2 separate regions of the Mus musculus genome follow, and region 2 is linked to region 1. A link is a contact called in public HiChIP or PLAC-seq data. All regions are on one chromosome and are shown on one strand. The core of a region is the stretch at or near the end of the contact, and the rest is flanking DNA. Distances in the headings are between cores, read along the strand shown. Region 1 holds the start of Lrriq1 (leucine-rich repeats and IQ motif containing 1). Region 2 holds the start of Tmtc2 (transmembrane and tetratricopeptide repeat containing 2).

What was found. HiChIP or PLAC-seq counts read pairs in DNA pulled down with a chosen protein or histone mark.
Region 2: a contact with region 1 is called in an H3K4me3 HiChIP or PLAC-seq map of stem cell-derived neural progenitor cells, with 9 times the contacts expected there. The contact joins the promoter of Tmtc2 here to the promoter of Lrriq1 in region 1. A contact is called at or near these places in 6 of 39 promoter capture datasets (cranial neural crest, frontonasal cranial neural crest, hippocampal neurons and 3 more) and 2 of 115 datasets of contacts at active chromatin or transcription factors (astrocytes and stem cell-derived neural progenitor cells).

What each region holds. Positions count from the first base shown.
Region 1 is chr10:103,234,456-103,237,882 of GRCm38.p6, reverse strand. Lrriq1 (leucine-rich repeats and IQ motif containing 1) reads left to right here and starts at 1,561. Exons shown (of 26, transcript NM_001163559.2): 1 at 1,561-1,607.
Region 2 is chr10:105,572,932-105,576,358 of GRCm38.p6, reverse strand. It overlaps Tmtc2 (transmembrane and tetratricopeptide repeat containing 2), which reads left to right and starts at 1,880. Exons shown (of 12, transcript NM_177368.4): 1 at 1,880-2,692. The coding sequence starts at 2,610. It overlaps Gm15663 (predicted gene 15663), which reads right to left and starts at 1,808. Exons shown (of 3, transcript NR_038032.1): 1 at 672-1,808.

The DNA of each region.
Region 1 (3,427 bases), core at 312-2,811:
ACAGAAGTGGATGCTCACAGTCAGCTAATGGATGGATCACAGGGCTCCCAATGGAGGAGCTAGAGAAAGTACCCAAGGAGCTAAAGGGATCTTCAACCCTATAGGTGGAACAACATTATGAACTAACCAGTACCCCTGAGCTCTTGACTCTAGCTGCATATGTATCAAAAGATGGCCTAGTCGGCCATCACTGGAAAGAGAGGCCCATTGGACACGCAGACTTTGTGTGCCCCGGTACAGGGGAACACCAGGGCCAAAGGGGGGGAGTGGGTGGGTAGGGGGGTGGGGGTGGGTGGGTAAGGGGGACTTTTGGTATAGCATTGGAAATGTAAATGAGCTAAATACCTAATAAAAAATGGAAAAAAAAAAAATATTTCCTTTTAGAATATAATGCCTTGCTGAAAGCTTCAAACTATAAAACCATTATCTATCTATCTATCTATCTATCTATCTATCTATCTATCTATCTATTTCCACAAGGCGTGTTTCTGGTTTTAATTTTTTTCCTTTGATAAATCAATTGCTTCACAAAAATCCTTTTAAAGACAACAATCCAAGAAAACATATTGTTATAGTATTCACATTTTAAAGATTGTCAGTTTCAAAGACTGAACTTAACTGAAGAAGGCAGCCTGCTGTGTTCCAGTCACAACCTGCGGGAGGGGCCTCTGGGATGGGCGTTTCCCTGCCAGCCATGGGAGAGAAGCAAGTCTCCCGCTGCCCCCACAGGTGCACTGACCACCCAGCAGGCTACACAGTGGCCCATCAGCCCTAGCCGCAAGGGTCACAGTGCATATTGCATATACACTTCTACTTGACAATCTAGACTCAAGAAAGCAGAAAACTTGAGCCCACCAGAGGAGTGGGTCAGCCAGTCTAGATTTCTGCTAGACAGCCAAACAGCAGGAATGACACGGGTTGACTGTAGTAAACCATCATTTATTAAAGTAATACATTTTATGAATGTATATAGTTGCTCTGCAAGAAACACTTTGACACAGTTTTAAAAATTGAACCCATAGAACTTCAGGATTTGTATTGAGTAGTTTCTGTCAATATTGTATAATCTTTATATTATTATATAGGAAATAAGTTTTCAAATTTGCTACATCATACTAGGCTAGGATTAAAATTTTTGATAGGCATTAATTCATAACTAGAAATTATTTAATTCTTGAAAAAACTATTCTCATGGAAAGCAAGCTATTCATTGGCGTTTTCTCCACATCTCTGCGTCAAAAATCACTTTTGAAACACAGGTTTTGTAAAAGATATAGTGTCTATATACATATCCAGTAGACAAATGTTCTTTGCTCAAAAACAAAATCACCTCTACTTGAATCATTATAACAAAAAGGCATATCGTCATTAAATAATTCACCAAACTATATAAGTATTAATAGCAACCTCGAGAAAAAAAAAAAAAAAGATTTCCTCCTCCAGGTCCCGAAATGCAATTCTAATTCCAAAGTAGAATCAAAGTTGTTTGTCCTGCTAGGGCACCGGTAAGGAAGGGCTGCTCCACAGTCTGCAGATTGGCTGTTGCCATGGCTACGGTTTGTTGAGCGTCTGTGGGCGCTGTCTTGCAGGAAGTCCAGATAGCGTTGGTGAGTGAGGAGGGTGTCTGTGAGTGGGTCTGCTGTGATTATCGGGATGCGCCCAGTCCAGTCGCCAGGTCACTGAGCGGCCACTGCAGGCTGGACTCCTGGAAGGACCTGGGACTGCGCAGTACGCGGGACTCCAGCCCCTTCCTTTAACGATTCTCCGAGCTCTGTCAAAAGAGAAGCCAGTCATGCTCCTCTGACTGCACCCCACCTCAACTGTCCGTTCTCTTCTTCCCATCCACCTCCGACCCCTTTACCCGTATGTAATGATTTTGTTGTTCTTACTTTACGGGTGCATTTCCCTGTTCCCTGGCTGACTAGGAGAGCCCTACTCTTTTCCTACTTTTAGATAATTAGCGAGCTCGGTGATTCACTACCAGCGTGAAGTAGTCTAAGGAAGCTTCCTGACACCAGGAGCCTAAGGAGAAAGTTGTTTTCCGAACATTTACATATGCGTCTAGGTGTAAACTTTAGGTGTTCATGTCCCAGGCAACACAGAAAGTGGCCAGGAAATCGCTTGTGGGAAAGGAAGAAATCTGATGTCCATAGCTAGAGGAGAGGAAAGTACAGGTTTTTGTTTTACCCTCTTAGCTTATTAGATACTAGTTCAGTTTGGTGTGGAGAGGACTCCGATGAGGTAACATGTAAGGTGAGTCTATATAGGAAAGGAATACTGAGTGGGGCATAATTTAGTAGGTGGCAAGTCTGATTTAGAGAACAAGAAGAGTGCTTATACGGTATGAAGCAGGTGGTTCCCTTGTGTGTCACTATTCCTGGAGAGATGTGAACAAAAAACTACTCACTGCAGGTGGTCCATCCATGGCAGACCAAAATAAGGGTGCCAACCAAATCCAACTCGGTGAACCAATCAGTTTTATTGGAGTTCCGTAAATGAATACCGTTAATGAGCTATTTTTAGGAACAGAAATGACTGAAAGACAGCTGGATCACCAAAAGCCTACTCCAGCTTGTGTGAGAGCTCAGAACTGCTGGGAATGCGAGGCACAGTGCATAGTCTGGGAGAAGCTCACATGAGCTAGAGGACTGGAAAGCAATTTAGTGGTGAGAGGATCGCTGACTTTGGACACAGCAGCTCTGAGTTAAGGTTCTGTCCCCCTTATACATTAACTTATTGGCTTTAGATGCTTAAAAAGCCATTTCATGTATTTTGTTTGTGAGGGTTTTTTTGTTTGTTTGTTTTTTAAGCTTTATTTATTTTATATATGTGAGTACACTATAGCTGTCTTCAGACACACCAGAAGAGGGCATCGAATCCCATTGCAGATGGTTGTGAGCCACCATGTGGTTGCTGGGAATTGAACTCAGGACCTCTGGAAGAGCAGTCAGGGCAGTTAACTACAGAGCCATCTCTCTGGCCTCCTTAAATAGCCATTTTAAACATCAGTGTTCTCCTGTAAATAGTGAGTATATGATCAGCAGTCATTTAACTTCTTCAGAAGGTCATTAATTATGTATGTATCCTTTAATACTTGGCCTACCACAGTCCTGAGTCTCTTGAAGATCATTGTGGTAGTGACGAAGGTGATGTTGAGGATGTAGAGACACGTTAATGCGAGATCTAAATCCATTTCAAGTAGTAAGGACTTTAAGCACAGTACATTTCAGATTCGAGTGGTCAACCATTATCTGTCACTGTGTGCTATGTTAGCAAGAGCATGTGCCTAAGTCAGAATTACTAGAATTTCCACTCAATGAATACAAAGTAGACATAGATCCCTCTCAGAAATAGATTTGGGTTTTTCTCTTGGGTGCATTTTAATTTCTATATACTCAAACTGTTCAATTTTTAAAAATGGACTGAA
Region 2 (3,427 bases), core at 631-3,130, 2.3 Mb before region 1:
TTAAGTGGAGTGATTGAACTTAAAGCTGCTTGTCTGGAGCCTCAAGTAAATGCTTGGAGCAGGGGCGGTAGGTGTAGAAGCAAGACCATTTACAAGGCCATCAGATTAGTTTGTGCAGGAGATACTAACGCTCTGTGGATGTGATGGGTGTATTTTGGTGATGGCTCGGACTAAGAGTGGAACAGTGTGGGTGTAATGGTATGTATTTTAGAGAGGAATGTCTAAGTATTAGTTAAGAAGTAAAAGGATGACGTTGGAAATCATAACAGCTAACTTATTGCACTTACCAGTCCCCCTCTGGATGCTTTATTTACATGGAAACTCACCCAACCAAAGTAGTATTTATAAGTGAGGGGTGAAGGAGGTGATTGGCCCCAACTTACTCAAATAATTAATAGCTGAGTTGATACTCAAATCTAGGTATCTGACTTAAGTATTTATTCTTCCCCCAGTGCCCCAGGATCCAATATCAATACATAAGCTCAGAAGAAGGTCAGAGAGGATCCGAATGGAGCAACTGGTATGATTTTTAAAAAAACTTTAAAAAATACATTATACCGGGGAGCACTGAAGAACAAGAATCACCATCTTCAATATATTATTTGAGAACTTCCTACGTGCTCATAATATTTTGATCAAATCACAATTTGCCTGTTGGAGGTTGAACACACATTTGTCAGTTTCCAAACGATTTCTTTGTGAAGTCAGACATCCTTATTCTGCAGGCGTTCAAACTTTTCAGATCGCTGCCACATACCCAGGGAGTCCACTTTCCTTATTATCTTTGAAGAGCTTGCTGGTTAGGTGCAAAAGGGGAAGTTGGAAGTCAGCCCTGCAAGGACGTGTTTTCTGTGCCCTGTAGCTTCCCCACAGCAGGGGGCGCTGCAGTCGTGTTCATCATAGTCCAAGGGAGCGACCAGGGCAGTCAGAAAGGGAACCAGGCAGGAAGGGGGTGTGGCAGACAGCTCTCGGATCTCTTTGGTCATGCAACTTTAGTACCCAGCGCTCCTTCTGCCCAGACCATTCTTCTGCACCGTATTTCATCATGTTGGATGCCTTCCATCCAGTCTTGCATCCGGGCGGAAAGGAAAGGGCATTAGCTTTCCGCTCTGCTGGGTTTAAGGATGCCGTTGTAGAGGGTTGCATTAGCGTGGTCTCTTCTATAGTCTCAGAGTCAGCTTGACAGTCCTGAACCACTAAAGACACCCATCCCCACGCAATTTCTGAGGAACGCGTGGGTGTTTCTTACCTTCTTGCCTCTCCTCTTTCATTTCCTGGATCCCTTTTCATGATCTTACTGCGGGGCACGCGTCTTTCCACTAATATTAATGTCGACCGTCACGGCGTGGCCTCGGAAAACTCTCTCCTAAACGCTGCTTCCCTGGCTCTTCAACAGGCCCTTCCATCCCAATTCAGCTCACGCATCGCGCGCGCGCGGGGCAATAGATCCTTAGTGTCAACCGAGGTTGCCAGCGCTCTGCAAACCTGTTCTACCTCTCCGCGTCCCGAGAAGTCTCTCCAGCTGACCAGTCTTTTGCCTGACAGCTCTTGGCACTAGACGTTTGGCTTGCGATCTAGAGCGTGCAAAGCGCCTCCCCGCAGCACTGGGCAAACCATTGACTCCTCCTGTCGCCTCTCTCCTCCATCTCCCAGAGCCCAGGGCACACTCTAGCTATCGTTTTGGGCAATCTTCCAAAAGTCATCTTTGTCCTGGGCTTTGGGGGAGGCTTTCCAGAGTCAAAAAGAAGGTGAAGGAAGATGAAGAAGAGAGTGGGGCCAGAGTACCAGGCTGGAGCAGCTAGAAGAGTGGGCGGAGCCTCCAGCCAGTGGGGGTAGACAGGGAGGAGTCTGCGGGGAGGATCTGGGTGGAGAAAGGGGCCGGGCTAGCTTAGGGTGGTGGGCTGGCCACGCAGGCGCGTGGGGCCGCGACGAGAACCCCACGCGGGAGCTTTTGGAGTCCCCAGTCGCCGCTTCTCACTTCACTGGAGAGGGGTCCGGGAGGGAACCAATAAAGAGTGAATGTGCCGCAGCCGCGGTGGCGGCCGAGTTGCTGCGAACGGCCCCGGAGTCGTGCGCCCGGGAGGCGGCGAAGGGAGGCGGTTCGCCTCGTCCCTCCCACCCGCCCCTTTCTCTCTCGGTCTCTCTCTCTGTCTCTCCTTTCCTCCCGCTGGTCCCAGATCCTCGCTCTGTCCAGCCCTTTGGTCCCCCCTCTTGCACTCTTCTATCTCCGCAGTCCTTTACCTTAGGGCGTCCCAAAGTGCCATGGGTTAGGGTGGGGACCGCGAGCCGCGGGAAAAGGACAAGCCCCGATTCTCCGCCGGGGGGCGTGAAGCCGATCGCCGCTTGCCTCTCGCGGTTGTCGGGTATGGGGAGAGCGGTGTGAGCCCGCAACCCCCGGAGCACGCAGGAACAGCGGAGCCCGGCGCCCCGAGGAGGAGCCCGGGATCGGAAGAAGGAGAGGAGGGAGGACGAGGAGGCGGGCGGGGAAGCCGGGGAAAAGTGCAGCCAAGGAGGAGAAGGCGGCGGAAGGTGGGGATTGATGCTTCTGTTTTTTGTTGCCGCTGCTGCGCTCGCGCTGGGAGCCAAGCCGGAGGGAAGGCGGTGGAGAGATGATTGCAGAGTTGGTGAGCAGCGCTCTGGGGCTCGCCTTGTATCTCAACACCCTGAGTGCTGATTTCTGCTACGATGACAGGTAAGTGGGTGAGAGAAAGGGGCAATGGCTGCGGTGCGACGGGGGTGGGGTGGGGGCTCCTCGGTGGCTCTGGTACTGCTTGCTGTCAGGCTGAAGCGCGTCTTGGGGGCGGGGTTGGGGGGACAGGTATCTGCACCTGAAGGTTTAGGCGACACGGAAACCGTAACACCTAAAGCAAACAGCCGGGACGGACGCAGGCGCGCTGGGCGGGCCGAACGAGTTTCCGCTCCTACTTTGCAGCAGGTTCTTGCTTGCTTCTTGCTGGTTGGCAGGCGCTTAAGTTTCTTTGCGGAAATCCAGGCAATTTGGAAGACTGTTTAATGAACCCACGTTAAACAAACAACCAGCCAAAGTAAAAATTCCAATAACAATCCTTGGTATACCTTGGTGCAAAAAAAAAAAAAAAAAAAAAAAAAAAAAAAAGAAAGAAAGAAAGAAAGAAAGAAAGAAAAAGCATATTAAGCGATTTTACGTGTGGGCTGGAAGGAAGCACCTCTGCACCCCTAGAAGATCCTCCCCGTGTGGTTTCCTTTTATTGATAGGACACTGATTTCTCGAAGTTAAACGCACATATGACAGTTGCCAAATAGAGGAAAGAGCGCGCGTACTCTGAGTCAACTTTCTCTTTGACGTGTATGATAGTAAACTTTGAGCTGTATCTCGCTGCTGGTTGTATCTCTCGCTCCCCCAACCTTGCTCACGCATCATGGGGAATTCCTTTATAAAAACGTGGGC